Linked DNA regions of Gasterosteus aculeatus: region 1 is linked to region 2. A link is a contact called in public Hi-C data. All regions are on one chromosome and are shown on one strand. Each heading gives the region's core, a stretch centred on a gene start, on an enhancer-like site or on the middle of the called end of the contact. The rest is flanking DNA. Distances are from core to core; before and after follow the strand shown. Region 1 has its middle 32 kb from the start of paqr7b. Region 2 holds the start of ptprub (protein tyrosine phosphatase receptor type Ub).

Evidence for each region. Hi-C and Micro-C count contacts between places; a contact is called where the count stands out from the background.
Region 1: a Hi-C map of tail fin shows a contact between it and region 2, with 4 times the contacts expected there. The contact joins the enhancer-like site here to the promoter of ptprub in region 2. A contact is called at or near these places in 5 of 6 Hi-C or Micro-C datasets (liver, skeletal muscle, tail fin and 1 more).

Annotation. Positions count from the first base shown.
Region 1 is chr20:11,706,918-11,712,957 of fGasAcu3.hap1.1, forward strand. No RefSeq gene overlaps it. Among protein-coding and RNA genes, the nearest start is that of paqr7b, 32 kb to the right of the region's middle. Within about 2 kb of position 4,539, at least 2 of the 9 cell types and tissues checked have open chromatin away from gene starts, as enhancers often do.
Region 2 is chr20:11,509,691-11,515,899 of fGasAcu3.hap1.1, forward strand. ptprub (protein tyrosine phosphatase receptor type Ub) reads left to right here and starts at 3,066. Exons shown (of 29, transcript XM_078095254.1): 1 at 3,066-3,351. The coding sequence starts at 3,282. LOC120810248 (glucocorticoid modulatory element-binding protein 1) reads left to right here. Exons shown (of 10, transcript XM_040164647.2): 10 at 1-1,260. The coding sequence ends at 289.

The DNA.
Region 1 (6,040 bases), core at 3,289-5,788, 200 kb after region 2:
GCAGAAAAAAAGGAAATTAAAAGAAACCAATTTGAATTCCTATCTGCAGTATCACAACACAGTAGTTTTAAAATGAAAGTGAATTATGAAAATAACAATAACTAACGACATAAAAAAGAATGACATATAAATTAGGGTTCCTTTTTTGAGAATGTACCTTCTGAAATATTTGTATTAGTCATTCTCTCTATTAAAATATTGCAGTTTTAGTCTTTATTACCTTGCTTTCCATAACTGTGAAAACTGATCTCTAATCTGTCATTTACACATTTATTCAGGCTGACTTGTGGGGTTTTTTCAATTTCTTTATACGGTCAGAGGGATGCTATCTCATCTGTTGAATTTTTGGTGAGAATCCCAAATGCGGAAAATAAAATCTTGCCAGATGGCACTTAGAAAAGGACTTATCCTTCCCTCCTATCTGTGTCTCTGTGGGCCTGTGCCAAGAAGCTCTGAGGGCATTAGGTATTAAAGTGAGTTTACAGAGATTGGGGGATCCAGCGGTCTCCTGTCTGGCACTCGAGCACACACCGTTCTGTACAGAAAGGACAGGCGACCGGACTGTATGTTGTTAACAACAGCGGACTGAGGGCGCGATGGATTCAAACTGAAACAGCAAGACAAGATACTACCGTGTGTAATGTTCTGCAATAGCAAAAAAACAAACATTAAATCAATAACAATTTTATCACTTAAACCAATTGGTGAAAAAGTATCAATTATGCAAAAAAGAATGCAGTAGGTGCTATGTAAGTTAAATGTATGAAAAGTAACTAATACCACACTGTGAAAAAATTGAAATTACACACAGTATCATCGGCCAAAAGTATCCATTCAAAGTAATTGCTTATTGCAAACAAACATGTATGTTGCCTTTTACGTATTTTTAGCGTTGTATTTCTGTCCTTGTCATGTGAGAACAATTTATATCTAAACTTCTAGTGAGCTCAGGAATAGATCCTGTTTTCAGGATCTATTACTGACGGTGTGTATTCCAGCCCCTGCTGTCTCACAAATTTAGTAGTGTAATAAAAAATATGAATTGCCTCTGAGCTGCAGTGGAGCAGAAAAATAAAGTAGCCTTCTTTGAATTTGCATACATACTAAAATGCATGATATGATATTGTGGTCTTTGATATTTCTCAATTTTCACGTCTGACTTTATTTTTGACTTGATATGTATTCGTTTGGGGTACAACATTTCCTCTTCCTCTGCATCTTCCTTGAACCAGCCAAAGAGATATTAGTTGCGCTCACCTGCGAAATAATTCACTATTTCAACTTGAGTGTGTTCGGAGCACACACACAGTCTATGGTGACGAATCAAGGAGCTGTTTAGCAAGTAGCACACACACACACAGACACACACACACACACACACATACACACCGTCTACAAGTCGTCCTGTTTGAGTGTGTGAACAACATGGAGGTTGTCTGATCTCACCACCAGAGGCCAGTGCATTAGGACCTATAAATAGGCTGCTTGGCTTCGAAACAGTCACCAAATGGGTTTCCGGCAAATGAAAGGCACATTTTCAGGCGCTCTTACACCTACACGGAGCAACAAAAAAAAGTGGTGTGGAACAAAAGAGCCACACTTTGCTTCGCAGAACCAACCCTACTTTAAGAGAGAGTTTCTCAATACAGCCTTTGCTGCTTTTTATTCACTCCCAGGGAACACGCATAACTGCTTTCACTTTGTTTGAAATGGAATATATATCCCGAGTGTAGCGGAAGGAATTGAAAGACGGATTTCTTGGATAGAGTTTTATTGATAAGAACTGAAAGACAGGCTTCTTAAGGTGTTATATTAGCATATTGGTCTCTGATTGAAACCCTTCCTTTCAGCTTGAAACTAGATCAAATATCACCCACGTCAGGTTCCAACAATACCACCGTGCCTCTACAATTATAGTTAATTATATGAATTTGTATTCATCAGGCTGGAGTTTATTTGGGGCAAGAGTTGTTTTATTTAGTTTCTGAGAAAATAAATTGGAAATCTCAAGTTTGCCATCTTGAAAAAAAAAATGAATGGAGTAGCTGTAAATATTTATTCAGTAGATGTTTACCACACGTCCAGTAATGTGGCCTTGGTATTGTAGTTGCTGGCTTTTCTTCTCTTTGGATATTTCAGTGCTTTTATCCTCGTTACCATCTTCTCGTCTGTTAATCATTCCATTACTTGTTCTATTCTATTTCAGTCATTTTTGATTGTATGTTGTTTTGTTATTACGATGAGACATTATCCAGAGTATCGTTTTACCACCTCAAGCATTTAAATCACCAACTCATTGTTCAAACTTATATTGAATTTGTGACATGTGACATTGTTCTTTCTTTATTTTCTGTGTGGCGTTGTTTTGTGTGGGTGTTTGGGGGGGTTGTTTGTGCGTCTTTGTGTGGGTTTGGTTAGACTCCTGGATCTCGTCTTACGAACGGACAGCAGTAGGAAGAAGAACTTGAAAGTTAGAACTTGCCTGCTGTGACCTTTAGGAAGATGATCATTTACAGCACCGACTGAATAAATAAGTAAGGTAGACATATTTTCTAGGTCATGAACCTGAAGGTAAATAAAAACAGTGGTGGGTGGTTCACTGAGATCACTTCTACATCCCGCCAGCATGGAGAAAAACTGATTCAACCAGAGATGACTTACAGATCTCTCCCAATATTCTGAGGGGTTTTAGGTTTTAAGTCAAAGAGCTGCACAGAAAATAATATCTGCATCCCTGCAGACGCATTCATTTCGCTCTATTTAAACAGTTGACCACAAAATATTGATTGTTTTTCTGTTGCTGCATAATTCTGACATGATTCACCATCATGGCGTTCCAGATCTGCTGGTCGTGATGTGAAAACCTCTTTTAAAAGTCATCCAGGCGTTGGCATTCTCTGACTATCTAGTTGTACAAATGTGTGTAAGCATATAAAGCCCTGATGCCGAAGGGATGCAGGAGCACATTTTAAGTGATAGATGTCATCTGGTACTGCAGATAACACAGGAATCACATTTGAGCATTTTCACAGAGAGTAGCCGTCTCATCACCGAAGTGCCAAAGTGCACTGACGGCATGAACAAAAAAAAAGACAAAAAACAACCTGTTTTTCCTCTGGAAACAGATTTAACTGAATTACATTTCGCATGTGATGGAAACCAAGGACACCCACTCTGCCGTGATGTCTCAATGCCGATAATCAGGGGGAAAGCATTTATTTCCATTGCAGTACATTTCAGCCCACTTGCTCAAACTGACTGACTATGCTGGGCTGAAAGCATTAAATAACGACCTTGCTGACCATTACCACCAACATCCCACACAGGCACGTGTGGCTACAGAAAGAAAGAGGCACAACTATTGTGCCCCGTCGGTGGAAATTGCCATGCGTCAAATTTCCTTTCGCCTCAGTCCATTTACTCACTTGGTTCAGCTTGATTGATACTGCAGCAAACCATTCCCTCTTAATCCTATGCATTTTTAAAGAACTCATTTCCAATGGCTTTAACCATATTGCAATCAGGCAAAGATAGTGTTGCCGTGGCGCTTTGTGTTGATTCAAGTCAGAGGTCTTTGAATCATGATCCATTACAAAACCCTGCAAAGCAAAATAGAGAGGTAAAACACATTATTGTGTTGAAATGCTTGTACGCATATTTTATATAAATGTTTTGTGACAATATTTGTGTCAATGCACACTAGTTGCTAGACAATATTAGCATTTCATGCAAAGACGTTTAATCCAAGTACTTAGAGTAAGCTGATGCAGTTGCTCCTTTGCCAATATCAGTTGCATATTTCAGTGCACAGTAATCCAGGGAGAGCCAAAGACTGTTTGCGGGCTCTGCTGAATATTTTAACACCTCTGCGTATTGTTCTTGCACTGAAATTGTTGTTCGTCTTAAAATGCCTGTAGCAGCTTCATCTTTCAAATTGTTCCTCCTGTTGAGAAGAGCGGGTTCCATGGAATGATTTACAGATGGCAATCGACGAATTCTTAAAGAACGTGTCAGAGGAGATGCCATAAATACACCCATTTTCCTTTTGTATGCACAAACAGAAGGAGACAATGCACTTGGGTATTCTGACTCAGCACTTGCAGAGTTACCAGCTTAAAACACTCACAACTGACGGTCCAAGCAATGTTTATTATTTTATTTTTCAACGCTGAGCGCTTCAGAGCAATCTGATTGGAGACATAAATAAAGGCAAGTGCAGCGCCCCAAGTAACTGCTTTTTTATTAGTAGCATTTAGTGGAGAGGCCCTTTTACACTGAAAATGTTCAGCTTATTTTGTATGACCTGGGAAAGAAGATGCAACACTTGGCAACGAGGTTTCTGGTGCAAAACGAAGAGTTTAATTCGCACAAACGCAACCATACATGCTCCGATTGGTGACAGACCGTTTGAATTCGACAAGGACAAAGTCGAAACCGTGTGCATGCAGAAAAAAATCTTTCTCAGGTTCCCTCCATCTTCGTTTGGCTGAGAGCAAGTCTGAGCGTGTGACAGGCTCTTATGAAAAGTGTATCTTGGCAGGCTTTCTAATGAGAGGAGGGAGTGGTTGTTAGAGCTTGAGTCCTAAACTTATAGCAGTGGGAACATTAAGAAGTTGGTGTTAAATAACTGCAGATAGTCAGGAAAGGACGCAAATTGATATAAATGTTGTTGTTGGAAGGGTCAGGTCAGTAGGCGTGCAGACTGTGGACGTGCAGGTCGGGAAGGTTGTATGGAAATAGCTTTATCTGCCACATGGCAGATTAACACGCAGCCCAGGGCATCTACACACCCACACACACACACACTCATAAGAATTGTTATTTCAGTTGAACAAGTGTTTTTTTGTTGTTTCCAGAAAGGAAGCTGTTAGCTGTTAGCATATTCATTGTTGCAGCATTGTTAAAGAAAAAGCATTGTGCTTTCAGTGTCTACACTCTGCCCCATATTGGGTAGTTAACCAACCCAATGTGTTGCCCTCGGACACGGTTGATAACAATTGGTGGAACAACGTGAGAAAAGGCTGCTTGGAAAGACGGAAAACAGGAACGCAGATCCCCACAGGCGGATGTGTCCCTCCATTTCGACTGCTTTCCCTCTCGGCTGCATTTCTTTTACCTCCCCTTGTTTCTCTCGTCCTCGCTCTGCATATTCATGCATGATCTCAGTTTCACATCACTTGTGCACTCAGAGCCGTGGGTGTTGTCTGCCCGTGTTTGTTTGCATCTGTGCTTTTTTTTACGTCAACATCATTGTGTGCCACATCAGAGCAACAAGTTCTGCAACAACTGAGTCGTGTTTTAACAGTTGCACCATGCGGAAGCAGACAGTAAAGCGGGACATTCCATGGCCGTAAAGCTCATACCCGCACTGTTGAAGACCACGTTTAGACGACTTGTTTTTTATAGGATGGTATTACTGTACTACATTGGAATATTCTGCCACCAATAGTAACACTGCGCGTACATCCGCTCGTTGCCAAATGATACTATATATTCACTGTCTATAATAATTACCATATAACTGTATATTTTTTGCTCCAAGTACATCTTTATTCTCTGTACTTGTGTGTGATTCACAGCAGAGACAGATTTGTGTTTCTGATTCAGAAATATGGAGTTGTTTTCTTCCCCTTTTTTTATACATATTTGTGTCTTTAACATTAAGATCTCTTTCACAATAGACTTGTGAACAACGTGAGAAGAATCTTACGTCACAACAACACAATTCAGTCACACGAGGCAGTCATCCGGCACGTATACACATTTTTTTTAAATCTACAATAATTTGAAACCAATAAAACCTGACTGGGGATCAACCAAGACCGAGTGCATTAAAGTTGACATTTGAAGATCAGCGTCTCTGTGCTTTCTCCTCCCACATATCTGGACGCTTGTCCAGCAGCTGGTTTTTCCTGCAGCGGTCGAGTCTGACATTAACTGCTACTACCATAATTATTAGTAGTCCATTAGTGCTGCTGACACCATTACTACCTTTGCTATCATTATTATTCTGTTACAACCACTACAGCTGTTAATATTA
Region 2 (6,209 bases), core at 1,816-4,315:
TATGCTGCCCATCAACCCTCAGCTCTTGGCCCATCTCTCCGCCTCCGCTGTCCAGCATCGCCACTTCACGGCTGGCGGGGCGGACAGGGAGGGCCACGAGCTCAGGGAGACGGGGAACCAGGAGGCAGAGGACGTCTTAGACATCCACCAAGAGCTGGGACGGAGGACTGTTAGGCATCAAGAAGACCCCCGCCTTAGAAGCGAGAGAGTAGAGGAGACAGAAGGCGTGTGTGATAGCAACAAGGTGGCTGTAGGAAGGAAGGTGTCAAGGAAACATAAAAGTAAGTGAGGGAGAGAAACAACGTGTAACGTCTAAGAGCCTTTCTGTTGGTGAGTGACGGACACTTGAAATCATGAGTACATTTAGTGATTATACAACTATAAGGAAAGGAATTGTATTATTTTTACAATTTTCTGATATTTTATAGAGTAATCTGCAATGAACAACAGTAGACCGTAATCAATAATTAAACTAATGGTTATTTGCAGTCCTAAAACACAAACATATTTTGTCTACTGTGTATAGTTTTAGGAACAGTACTTTGTGTTTGTATTTTTAAACTTAATAAAGATCAAATTACATTTTTAAGAAACCTGTAGTTCTGTAAATACAATATTTGGTTCTATTTCTGATATTTGGTGATACTATTTTCCTTTGTCTGAAAGATAGCTGCAATGTTGCAAATGTTTTACTTTTATAACTAATATTTTGCAAGTTACGCTTGCATGTTGAATTTGATCAAATTTGGATTCGATATTTGAAGTATTTCTTCATCATTGTCTTTTTAGGCCTTTTTCATAGAGCTCGAGAGCCATCTAACATCTTTGCACTATAATGCTTGACAGTGAGAACTATACATTAGCTGATTGTGACTGTTGACAATAACATGTGCTGCAAAGACATAATGCAATTTTACTCATCTCTTTCGTTTTATTAAAGAAAGAATGGAACAGGACAGAAATACATAATGCACAGAAAAGTGACACAAATGGTCCAAAATGAAGAACAAACAACTTTATGTCTGTTACTTTAACACAAACAGCTTGTGGATAATAGTTGTAAAACGCTGGCGTTGATGACTTTGTGACGTGAACAGTGCTCCCTGCAGGAAGCCAATATATTAGACATGCAGACGGATTTGTTTTGTTTATCCTTCCTCTGAGTCACACATCACACCACACTTCTCATCTCTGTCACAGGATCAGCGATCCCCTGATGTGAATCCCTTTTACATTAAAAAAAAGCAAAGGGCATTCCAACAGCTGTCGTGTGATTTGCTGTTCATTTCCCTCTGAAGCTCCGCGCTGCATGCAGAGACCGTGTGATAGACAGCAATAGTTTGATAGCCAGCTTTCGGCAACGTCTTTTAGAACAAATAGTACGTTGTTATAAAATCTGCCTGTGCAGATTCAGTTGTTTGCGAGGAGTCATGAGTGGCAGGTGTTGAAATACTCGATGAAATGACTTCCATCGTAGTGCAGCTGTCAGTATAATGCTGATGCCTGTTCTGTTGTTGGATTCAAACAGTCAGTGTTTGGGTTTTTAACTGCAAATTAAATAACCCTGCATTTAAATGGATTAAGGCCAAAATACTCTTGAGTTAAAAAAATAAAATACTACTCTGTGCCCTGAATAACAGCTCTGAAAGAGGCTGGCTTGCCTCAAGCAGGTGTAATTACAGGTGTTAGCTTGTGCTTCTTTGGTTCAATTAGGTAATTTACGGAGCGTCCCATCGTTCATCTGTCATCTGGGGCTAACAGCATTAGAGACGTGTTCGGATATTTGAAGCATTTTAGATGCGTCAGTGGGCCCCCTGTAATTAAATCCACAGCTTTAATATTTGAGTCAAGACAACAAAATGAATGATGAATAGTTTGCATAATAGCATCTTGATCCAATTGGGATTCTAGGTTGGGCCAAGTTTTGCCACCAGCTTGGTTCATGCAGAGGGACTGCTGCATCAGCACCTGCAACAATATCACCGGTGATTCTCAGAGGCTGAGTAATGATGTAATGAAATGCAACGCAAGACAACTTGCAGCAATAGACTAGTGTCCACCAACTCATAATGTCGTACGTAACTAATGCTTCTGGATGCTTTTAAATGTTATGTAGGACTCCCACATGCCGGAGAAAACATTTCTACATGTCAAAGTGACTTGCTGTAGTTACACAACCATGAACATAAAAGTCAAGAGTGATTTGTTTCAGGTATACTTCAACTGTGAGAAGAACCTCATCAAATGCAAATTCAATGCACACATGTCAGACTGTCGAATGCATAGAGAAATATGCTTTGCACATGTCATGAGCAGGTGGGAAGGCGATGCTCAGCCATCTGTCCTGTTCCAATATAATCTTTTGTCCCACCTCTGCTGCAAAAAAGCAGCTCATATGAATCAAAACGTTGTATTTCGCTGTATTGATTAGACTTCAGATAGCTGATATGCTGTTTAAAAACGCGTGAGTATTTCTTAACCTATGCTGTCAAACTCATAATCCTGTAACTGTGCTGCTGGGTGCGTGTAGACAGGTTTTAAGAGTTTCTGAACTATTCTAAGAAATATTTAATAGCAAGCCGAGCCATGGATGAAAAGGCAGCAGTAAAGATCAGCACCTGATCCCCACCAAGATACCCGCCGATCCACAAAGACACTTTGCATTACATGTCTTCTTTAGCGTCTTACCCTTAAACACAGCCAGTCAACACCTTTACCAAAACTAGTCTGAATCCTGAAATATATTATATCGAGAGGAAGTTCTTGCCGGGACTAATTGGACAAGCTAATTCAATCCCAACCCTGAATATCTTTAAATTTGAAGTAACAAGGCAAGACTTTCCTTTAACCTGCAGAGATGCAGGTGTGTAACAGCACACACACACACACACACACACACACACACACACACACACACACACACACACACACACCGTGTTCCGCTCGGCCGACGTTTGAACATCACCGTGTCGTTGCGCGGTTCGGCCGCTTGGAGGCGCCCGGCTCACACTTTGGATCAGCGGGGAAATGGAAGCTGCTGCTGGAGGAGGGAGGAGGGGGGGAAGTGGTCCTAAGAAAGAAATCTCTCCCCTGAACTGTTTACCCTGACGTCAGTTTGCAGAACTAGCTCTGCCCTGTCTCCTCCAGTGTCTCCGAAACTCCCCTCAGTGAGGACGGGGACAGCGGACGGACTGCGCTGCGCCGCTCGAGCGCCCGGACGTCACGCGGTGAATGAAATGATTTCTTCTGCGCATTTTAAAGTGGACTAAAAGAGCCGCACGATGAACACCTGCGCCTTCCTGCTGATTTTGACTGTTCAGATCTACGCCGATGGCATTGAGGGGCCAACAGGTAAGGCGGACGTTCACCTCGATGTCCTCGGTGCATTTTGGGAAGTTTTAACGAGTGGACGAAGTTCACTGAACGCTAAAGTGCGGCGAGTTTGGTTCAGGTGGCAACTTTTATTCCTCGTTTCTCTCACGCGTTCCTGCCTTTATGTGCGGCTCTCCTGTGATGCGCTACACTTAATCCTTTCATCCTTTCACCCGAACCGATTGTCCAATTCTACAATAACTTTGCGAAGCTGTGTGTGCCATTCAGTCTGTATTTTCCTATAAACAAAACAATATTCTGCACTACGCTGCTTTCCTTTTCTTTCTTTTTTTTCAAGCATTTCTAAAGGTAGCGGTCAATGTTTCTCACATTGTGATCCAAAGTTAGAAATCAGTTCTTTCAGAGCGACAATTCCCCCCTTAAAACGCAATGAACCCCACGAGCTTCAGTTCATTCAGTTTAAATTTAGTCGATATATTAACGGTGAATCTCCTAAACCCTAACAGACCAAACCTGGAGCTGCTCCACACTGTCATGGTCGCATATCCGTATATGTGTGTGTATGTTTTGTGCTTGATTGTTAGAGGGCAAGAATGCATTTTTCAGATGAAATGCTTAAAATCAGGCCATTCCTGTGACATTTAGAAACATACTCTGACATTTTCCCATTTTCCAGTTTTTGAAATCCGCCTCATATCGGAGAGATGGAAAGAAAGGGGCGCAGTGGTAAAATATCTTTGATAGGATTGACACACGATAGACCCTGTCAGACCATTATTCATGTTTTCAACATCTCCTTTTATTCCCTGACTTCTGCCACCGTGCAATGTATTAACAGGGCCATGTTGGTCTATGATTTTCTTTAAAAGGACGTGGGCCTGTTTGAGTGTCTTTGTCTCATTAACATAACCCAAACCCCACCAGTCGTATTCCCCACTGGCTTCAACTGAAAAGACGAGAAACCCTAACGCTCTGCATAACACTTGCGACTTCAAGTAAACAAAGCAACAAAAGCATGCCGGCAGCATGTGTAAAGTCAGGTTGAATGGAGCAGATCATCATGAGGAATGGGCTGAGTCATGTGAAGGATTAAATCTCACACAGGTAATTAAAGGAGCTGAACGGAACATTGCCGCTCCACTCCGGCTGTCTACTGAAATCGACATGCTGTTGGCTTTTCAGTTTGTTTACTGGAGTGTTGCGAGCCTCGCCATCTGCGCCTTTACCGTCCTATTAGCGGCTAATAGTTAACGCCGCTTGTTTCCCTGGCTTCTGATCCCGTCGGCCCGTCTCCTTTTTAATGCTCCTCCACCTGCCTTCATCCTGTAGGAGGAAATGAAGGAGCATCAATGCACCCTGGACTTTTGATTAACACTCCTGTCGTTATTGCCGTGGTTGTGTGAGGACCACACCTTGACTCTGCACTCCGCTGGGGACTGCTTGCCTTTTTCCCGGGAGATGTAATCCATATTTTCTTTCTTGCTCCGGCCGCCGTCTGTCTGGGGCTGTCAGTTCGGGACAAGGGAAATTATTGAAGCCTGTGAAATATAGAGGCCCTCTGCTCCACGGGACGCATCACATCCGCATCATATTCTCTCAGACACAAAGAAGTTATGCAAGTCCAGTTTCCGGTTGTATCCCTGTGTGTTGTTGATTTTTTTTTTTTTTCTATACAACTCGATGTGACACCTTCACTCATTTGTCGTCTCTTATGGGAATCGAATGCTCGTTCACTAACCAGTTGTCTTCTCTATTAGTAGCAAATGCTGTCAACTGAGTGGTGTATTTATCCCCTGTATCATTCCCCTGTTTGAGCAAAAGTGAAGGCGGAATATCCGTTTTGCTTATTTCACTGAATAAGATAACACTTGGGTTGAAATGAAAAGGACTGTGAGGCCCAGACTGTCTAGTTAAAGCAAGGCATGGAATGAATCATTAATTCGGGCTTCACGTTTATTTTACATATAAACAAATTAGAACCACAGTGACATTTACCAAATAACCATTTTTGTAATGATTTCCCAGTAACAGGTGAACTGAAACACTGATACATGCAGCAAACAGGCAGGAGACAAACCCTTAAGAGATCGACAGTGATATCCAGAAGGCTATACCTAAAAGAAAAATGCCTTTGAGAATAATTTTTGGGCAAAATCATGTGGAAAATGTTCCCCTGCACCGCAGAGTTGCAGCAAATCCAGAAAGCGGAAGAGTTCCCTGCAGGAGCCAGGCCACCATCTCTGGATAGACGGTGGGGGCGGTAGGGATTGGTCCTAAATCAGACTCCTGAGAGGACTGGATGATTTCCATCTTTGACGAGGCAGTGATTCAGAGAGCAGATGGAAAACTTCAGCGATTCAGAGAGGGATTTATTCCGATACATTGTCGGGGTGTTTTGTGTTCAGCTGAGGTCCCAGCAGGACTCGTGTGTCGTCCATTCTCTCCTTAAGGCCTCGAGGCAGTGATTAAACAGGGGGCTGATGAGAGCAGTCCTCCGGTCTGCAGCGCGCCTCTCCCAGTTCCTGTAACCGATCCATTGCAATGTGGAGGACAGACGTCTCCTGATTGGCTCACTCATCCCACAAGACTGGATGATGAAATGCCTCCATCTAATGTATGTGTTGAAGTAATTACACCTAATGTCAACGCGCAGCGATCGGTACGCCTCACCGCTGGCGGCCCGTGACCAATCAGGCCCCTCTTCTGTCTGGAGCTGGTCTCATTTCTCACTTTTCTTGCATGCATCTCACCTTAGATTTGGCTCTGCTGAGTGAGTAGACGTTTCTCTGCGTTATACTGAAGCTCACACTTGCGATGATGGTGCTCAACGGATCCTTCTGTTGTCCTGCTGTGGTTGTCGTTTGTTTAATCATCTC